2 separate regions of the Mus musculus genome follow, and region 2 is linked to region 1. A link is a contact called in public HiChIP or PLAC-seq data. All regions are on one chromosome and are shown on one strand. Each heading gives the region's core, a stretch centred on a gene start, on an enhancer-like site or on the middle of the called end of the contact. The rest is flanking DNA. Distances are from core to core; before and after follow the strand shown. Region 1 has its middle 170 kb from the start of Trp63. Region 2 has its middle 99 kb from the start of Trp63.

Region 1 (3,888 bases), core at 409-2,908:
TAACACTAACCATCTGTAGCAATGTAACAATTATTAATCTTAACCAACAACTTATGAGCTGATTGTGAAAACACTTAGAGCACATTACCAATAAAAAAGAACCAAATGAAGCAGTTACATTTAGACCAATCAGAGAATAATAATTTTTGTAGCTACAATCATAAAATAAAAAACACTTTACCATTGTCAAACACATTAATCATGAACCATTTATTAGCTTTTTTACTCTGAAACTTAGAGGCTGTGCACTCGCCCTTATTTTCTAAAACGAACAGTTTTTCCAGCAGGGGCCCTCTCGCCACGTGTCTGATTCCTGGCTGAAACACGTGGCAGCTCTCGGCTTTGCAGATAAAGTTTTTTATACCATCTTTATTATCCAACACAAAACATAGAACATTCATTCATACAGACTGGACACGAACATACATGAATCGAACACGAGAACAGATTGGTGCACCGGACATTAGACAAGACACAAAAGGTAACAGAGTACTCCTGCTATAAGGCCCAGAGAGATATTTCTCTCTGCTTTTTGGGACATTTTCCTCCCTTATGATGCATTTTTTATTAACTGGGGCAATCCGCCTATTCCTTTTAATAAACCCTTTCTTTTCTCACACCTCATGTAGCTTCGGAGAGCTACGGCCTACCGCCTGATCCATGACTTTAAACCCTTTCTTCTTCCACCTAAGCAGCTTCCTAAAAAGCTGCGGCTAACCTGCCTGTTTCCGTTTCTAGTTCCGATTAACACGCTGCTGACCCAAGCAGAACCAGCGTTGGGTTAGCACTGATTCAAGCTTAATTCGTATCCTACCGCATCCTCAGCAACACTTTACAAAACTGAAATTTTAAGCTAGCGCTAGCATGTGTACCTGTCCGTTGCTCCGATGTCCGATACGAAGATCCTTTCCTGTGGAGCTCCAATGCAGCGTTCCTCTTAGCATCTCTCTGCCATTCTTCAGGTCCCAGTTCCGGCGCCAAAATGTTGCGGCCGCCAGCAGCTCGCAACGTGAACGGTTCGACTGAGAAGGCCGCTCGAGCTGTAAGAGAGGAATCTAGACGGGGCAAAAGAAGAAATGTAGCCAAGACAGTTACTCTGATCAAGGCTCAAATTTTATTGTTGCGACACTAGTTATGAAGGAAGGGGGAGGGGACCCGATTCCCGCCGAATAATCTCTGGTCCAGTAGAAAGGTGCACGTGTGTGGCTCCTCAGGTTCCAGCAGTGGGCGTGGTAGAACGAATGAGCAGGAAGCTCCACCCCGAGCAAGCAGGTTTCAGGCTGGGGGAGGGGAGACTACAGGCTTATAATTCTCAAACTACCCACAGTGTGGTATAGTCTCCTTCTGCTGCCTGTGAATGAAGATGTAGCCAGAACTCTCAGATCTTCCTACAACACTGTCTAGCTTCATGCTGCCATGTTTCTTGCTATGATGATAATGGACTTATCCTCTGAAACTGTAAACCAACCCCAATTAAATGTTTTCTTTATAAGAGTGGTCATGGTGACTCTTAAACAGCAATAGAAACCCTAAAACAGTTTGTATGTATTTTGCTTTTACTTTTGAACAGAATCACAAAACACTCTTTGTCCTTCCTGTCTAAGGTGAGTCTTGTAAACAGTAGTCATATATAATGGTCCTATCTCCCTAAGAAAAGGGCAGTCACTTTACATTTCAAAGCCCAGTAGGCCCCCACCCACCCACCCACCGAGCCTACTTTTGTAACCTTCTATGTGTTGACTTCTCCTCAACCACTAGCAGGCCTGTGAATATCAGACTGTTTTCATAGCACAGAGGAATTGTCCTCAACTGTGCCCTACCAAACCAACGCCTTCTGCCAGCATGCACAAAACCACAGCCTTTCAATTTACCAGTTGTTGACTGAACCTTAGCTCCCACCCAGCTTTGCCATTAAGTATGTTGCCATTTATTTATCAACCCCTCCATTAGGGAGAATTAATTTCATTCCTGCTTCAGAAGGTGTATTACACAGGATGTGCTATGAAGAAACACCATGTCCAAAAAGCAAGTTGGAGACACTTCCATATCACAATCCATTATTGGGGCAAGTCAGGATGGAAACATAAGCAGGGTTGGAACCTGGAGGCATAAGCTGATGCAGAGACCATTTAGGGATGTGGCTTACTGGCTTGCTTCCCCTGGTTTGCTCAGCCTACTTTCTTATAGAACTCAGGACCACCAGCCCAGGGACAACACCATCCACAATGGGCATGGCCCTCCCCTATTGATCACTAATTGAGATAATGCCTTACTGCTAGATCTCATGGACACATTTCTTCAACTGAGGTTCTATCCTGTCTAATTATACTAGCCTGTATCAAGTTGACACACAGAACCAGGCAAGACAGAGTGATGGTTGACAAAGATGTCAAGGTTATGAGGTCAACAGACTTGGAACAATGGAGACAGTTTCTAGGTATTTTAAAATCAGAGGAGAAAAAACTTTTATCTCTCATGGGGTGATGCCATGATTCCCCAGTAAGTATGATAGCTATCGAAATTTCAGCCATCTTGCTACAGCTCTGGAGGTGACATAAAAAGACACAGGAAGCCAGAGATCAAATAATTGGTTCTGATTTTGAACCTGAAGCCATGTGTCAGACAGCTACTGTGTGGAACGATATGTTCTTTCTTGTCCTTCTTTGTCTCTTTGGAGGCGTCAGTCTATTTTCATCCACGTGTTTCCTGACATAGCAGTATAGACTGTATATTTACTATACACTTTCTATTTTCCCATTACAGGGAGATTTCTGTTCCCTCTATAACAATGACATTAATCATTAATTACTTGTTTGTTGTTGCTACAATATGTATAGGGAAGGTATGATAAATATTGTAACTAAACTTTTAATATTTCTGCACTTAGCATATACAGTATTATATTTTATTACACTACTTTTAAAACAATAGTTGTGTTGCTGATTCGCCTTCCCTGGTCTTTGTCCCTATACCCCTAACACCCTCTTGTACTGTCCCACCATCCCCATAGCCTCTTTCTGCTTCCATGTCCCACGTATCCTCTCCATCCCCTTTTTATTTCCCCCTCTCCTCCCTCTTACTTCTGGCCAACTTTCTAGTTTCATAGCCCATACTCATGCCAACTTATATGCATATACATAATTATTATGAACTAGGATCCACATATGAGAGAGAAGATGAAATTTTTCCTCTCTTAATCTGAGTTACCTCACTTAATATAAATCTCCCCAGCTTCTGATGCTAAGGTCCTATTCCCCAGTTGCTTCTTGATTTGTCAATAAAGAAAACCAGGGGATAATTGCTGGGAAGTAGGTACAAGAGGGACCTCTGAGTCCCAGGATGGAAAAGGCAGACACAAGGAAGAAGAGGGGAGGTTTTCTGCCATGCTTTAGAGGAAGAAGAACACAGCAAACATCTGAGGTCTAAGGGGGAGTTGGGGCATGTGGCCACCTCTACAGGCAGGTGATCATGAATGTCTGGCTAGGTGGAACTAACCACTGAAGTTTAAGGGCAGGTAGAGAGACAGAGATAAAAATAATAGGGGCATGTCTTTCCAGGTGGGAGACAGTAACGCCCAGCAATTGTGCCAAGAAGGCAAATTGTAAAGGATCAAACTGTGTATGGGTGTTTTATCCACAAATTCAAGGGAAGTTGGGAAGGGCCTGGTAGCACGGTCACCTCCTGGAGCTAAAGGCTGGTAGAGCAAAAGAGAAGATGGGGGCTGGTAGCTTGGCCAGTCACAGAGCAAGTAGATATGCAGTAACAAACACAGACAAGCAAGTATCTCTGTAGTAAGATAGAGTGTCCTTGGTGATGTGTCCCAGAGATGTGTAGCTGGATTACATAAAAGTTCTACTCTTGAGCTTTTATGTTTTGAGTTTTTCTGGT
Region 2 (3,888 bases), core at 781-3,280, 67 kb before region 1:
AAGGGGATGGGGAAGAGCAGAGATGGGATGGCAGGGTTGGTGGAGGGGTAACTAGGAAGGAGGATATCACTTGAAATGTAAACAAATATATGAATAAAAAGAAATGAATAAATTAATAAAAAGAACACAAGAGAAGTACAAATTGGCAGGCTATATTGACAAAAACCCCTGTTGAGGGCAGGGCCTGAAACGAGTTTCTTGAAGCCTTTCTGCTGGTTTTGATGCAAGGTAAAATCTGCAAACCTCTGGTCAGGAGGTGCTTGTCCACTGGGTTTCTGAGACTCTTATGGCACTCTAATGATGAATTCTGTCTTTTCAGATCAATTTAAAGTGATGTTCGGCTAAGGGGCTGATATTAATCAAATTTAATGCTCTGTGGACAAAGTAGTTGCTGATCTTCCCGATTTTACTGCCAAAGGAGTTGAGGTAACGGCTTAAAGAAATGATAGGAATTGAGAAATGCAATGCTATGTTAGAATCACATCCTAAACTTGTTCTTTCTTTCTGGGGTCACGTTTTGAAACACACACACACAGTGTTGGGGGAGTAGGGAGGGAAAACAGGAGAGAACAGAATTATGGGTTATTTCTCATCCTTCTTGAAGACTCTGTAGCTAGTTGTGCTCTGCAACCCTAACAAAATGTGAGTCACCATGTTCTACTTACACAGAATATTTTAATCACGTACCAAGTAAAACAACTCAAAGATGTTACAGTTCTTCAAAAAGCATGATTAAAACCTGGAAGGCTGTCAAGGTGCGGATCTTGCTGTGTGGTGCCTGAAGTCAAGGCTTCTGCTGGTCCCTCTCTTGTCTGAATATAGCTGTAGATTACACCACTCTCTCTAGATTTAGTGAAAGTGTGAAAATTTAAAATGTACAAATTCTCAGGTTTCTTATGTAGCTGTGACGAAGCTGGGTTACTTCTCCAGGGTTGCTCTATCTCTGGAAAATGAGAGGGAGATGCTAGCAACTCTGCACTGGTTTAAAGGCAACAAGAGGGCAACAATTGTCTGAGAAAGGAACTGGAAACATCTCCTTGCTCATCTTTTAAGATGCAGTAGCTTTATCTTTGGGCATAGTGTCTGCTTTCAACCCTGTGAGTCGTGGCCATCTTTCTATTGCTTCATATCAGACCCCAGCACATAGCTATCCAGTGACGGTATCCATCATTTAGTGCTTAAGTGCATCTGTGTATCCTAAGGACATAAAGAGTCTGACATGGAGTGAGTGCAGGGTAGGAAGACTATTGGCAAATTGGTGAAAGGATGGGTTGAATGGATGAATACTGATCCACCATACCTTTTATGTCAGCTCAAAATAACAATAAAGCTCTAGTTTGCCCTCACACATTGATTTTTGACAAAGCAATTTTCCCAGGCAGAAAAACTTAAGTTAGATGACCTCGTGGAGCTTTGCCATCTCTCTAACTTCTTGGTTCAACAAGTAATTGAAGGGAATCAATCTCGTGCTGTCTGACAGTTTTGACAGCTGCTGTTCTCGGGATGTCAATGCATGTGCTGTCATTCTGCTTAACAATTTAGAACTGAACAGAGACATATGCACTGCTAGTCACATTCCTCTGGTCTTGCGCCTGCCTCCAGCTCCCCTCTTCTGCCGTGGTTTATCTGCCACCACTCAAGTCAGTGGCATGTGTTTTTAGTGCCTGAACATTGCTTTGGTGCCTTTGTCCGGAGCTGGAGGCAAGATCAGAGCCCATGTTCCCTGAGAATCGCGACACTGCTTTCACAATGGAGTCTCCAGCCTCCTTGCAAACTAAAAGGGCTCCATAAATTTGAGTCTCTTCACATAATAAATGAATCTTTTCTGTGTGTTTAGCCAAGGGAAGGGGATATGAAAGTGAATAAGAGTAATAATAAAAAGCGAGCGAACAGCATGGGTATAATTAAAGTGAATAGCTCACACACAAAAAAAAATAAATCTCTGAACGTTGACTTCCTCCGGGACACACCCCATTACACCCAGACCTCGCCTCAGAAAGGTATGCACAGCTTGACATGCTAATGCAAAGCAAACACCCGCACTCGTGCTCCCAGGGACATGAAGAAGACTGGGTTTGCTTTCTGCAGATCACGGGGCTCAAAGCAACTGGATTTCAAAAATCTCAGTGCTCAGTATGAAACTATATAATCATGTATATTTCCTCAAATCCGTGGGTGGCTTGGGTTTAACGACCAACACGGGAATCTTCCCTGTACCATCAGAGCACATTTTCATCTGTGCCCAAATGAATAGCCAGAAGCTTAGTAGGACTATTTGGGCCCAAGCTATGCTCTGTAGGATTTCCCCCAGAAGCGTTCCTTGCAAAGTATGAGCTCTGAGGGAGCTTGGCTGCTCCAGTCTGGGTGGGGCAGTTCAAATCTGCACGTGCTCCCCTGCAGCTGGGTTAAACACAAGAGCCTGCAGGCGAGAATCTACTTTTCTTTCTCAAGAACATTGAGTCCAAGTCACTCCTGGAATGAAGATTGAGAACTCTTTCCTTATTGCTTTGATTAGCAGAGTTTGGGAACATAGTCTCTGGGTTATTTATAAGCAAGAACAGTGCATGTGGCTCCTTTCTTCAAGAAGGGCTATTTACACAGAAGCTTCTCGTAAGATAGTAGCTGCCCTTTAGGAAAATAAGATTCACCATAAGTTGATTATGGATATGATATGTACAGTTTTTAAATCTTGGTGACTTCACATTCCACTACTTCAATTTCTATATTTTGTTTGTTTGTTTGCTTGGTTTTGTTTTTTTCAATGAAGCATGTATGTTTAAAAGTAGCCAGCTGGACTCAGTTTAGATGATCCAAATTTTGTTGTCAACGTACAAAGCATCATAATCAGGAGTCAGCTGAAATACAGCCCCCCTCTTTCCATCAGACATGAACAGATTGAGTTGACCATATCAATGTCATTGAATTTCTTCAAACCCTGTCTGATCTGGTGTTTGTTGGGTTTGGCATCCATACTAGACACAAATATGTCATCTTCTATCTGCTTCTTGGCTGACTTGGAGGTCACTGGGAACTTGAATGATGGTACAATGGGCAAACTTGTTTCTCTTGGGAGAATGCTTGTAGAGGAATGCTTCTGGAGTGGCAGTGTCTTGGGCAACGAGAAAGTAAGTATGTAATGTGTGGATCTTCTGTGGGTCGAGGGGGGGGTGGGTTTGAATGCCCTTCTAGAGCTGTTTTCTTGGGTTTCAATGACCTTCACTTGGCTTTGGTACAGAGGCTTCCTTCTTTGCTTTGGGAGAAGTTTCCTGTCAGTGCCATCAGGCTTTTCTAGAGAAGCAGGGGTGGGGTTTTTATATTTGCATAGTGAAATATGACTACTGAGTTGTATTTAGGTATAGAACCTTTCCCAGCTTGAAGTGCTATGAACCCAGAAAACACTGGACGACCAAAGCCACCCAGAGCCAGTGATTTTTAGGTTCTTGTCTTGCACATCCAAAGAATAAGATTCACAGACAACAGAATATTAGTTTTGGAGCGACTTTTATTATAGATTCATAGGTGAAAGCTTAAAGAGAGATAAAAAGGGCATTTGAGGTAAACCTGCGGTCAGTCATACGGCAATAAATTGTCATATGATGGGAAGACGGGCTCCAGAAAAAGAGAAAGGAAGTCCAGAGTGCCAGAAAAAGTGTAAGTGGGCACTGGCCAGGATCTAACAGAAAGAGACAGAAGAGAAACACAAGGGAATTATACTCTTCTGACTCAGGACTCAGAGAGGCAGGTATGTCTAAGGGAACCACAGGACAGCTCCTAGGGTCTATGCTAGGGGTTGCGATTTCTAGGAAGGAAAAGTGCATTAGCTCATTAAAGGGAAAGTTAGTCTTTCTATCTCTTTTGCATGGCTTAAGGTGAATCTGCCTTTCTAAG

Evidence for each region. HiChIP or PLAC-seq counts read pairs in DNA pulled down with a chosen protein or histone mark.
Region 2: a contact with region 1 is called in an H3K27ac HiChIP or PLAC-seq map of embryonic stem cells, with 7 read pairs. The contact joins two enhancer-like sites. A contact is called at or near these places in 1 of 15 datasets of contacts at CTCF or cohesin (the NIH/3T3 cell line), 7 of 484 Hi-C or Micro-C datasets (3T3-L1-derived adipocytes, cerebral cortex, cranial neural crest and 4 more) and 2 of 115 datasets of contacts at active chromatin or transcription factors (embryonic fibroblasts and embryonic stem cells).

The regions. Positions count from the first base shown.
Region 1 is chr16:25,515,146-25,519,033 of GRCm38.p6, reverse strand. No RefSeq gene overlaps it. Among named protein-coding and RNA genes, the nearest start is that of Trp63, 170 kb to the left of the region's middle. Within about 2 kb of position 1,658, at least 8 of the 459 cell types and tissues checked have an H3K27ac peak or open chromatin away from gene starts, as enhancers often do. A contact at or near this core is called in embryonic stem cells, where this site is marked.
Region 2 is chr16:25,583,008-25,586,895 of GRCm38.p6, reverse strand. No RefSeq gene overlaps it. Among named protein-coding and RNA genes, the nearest start is that of Trp63, 99 kb to the left of the region's middle. Within about 2 kb of position 2,030, at least 37 of the 459 cell types and tissues checked have an H3K27ac peak or open chromatin away from gene starts, as enhancers often do. A contact at or near this core is called in embryonic stem cells, where this site is marked.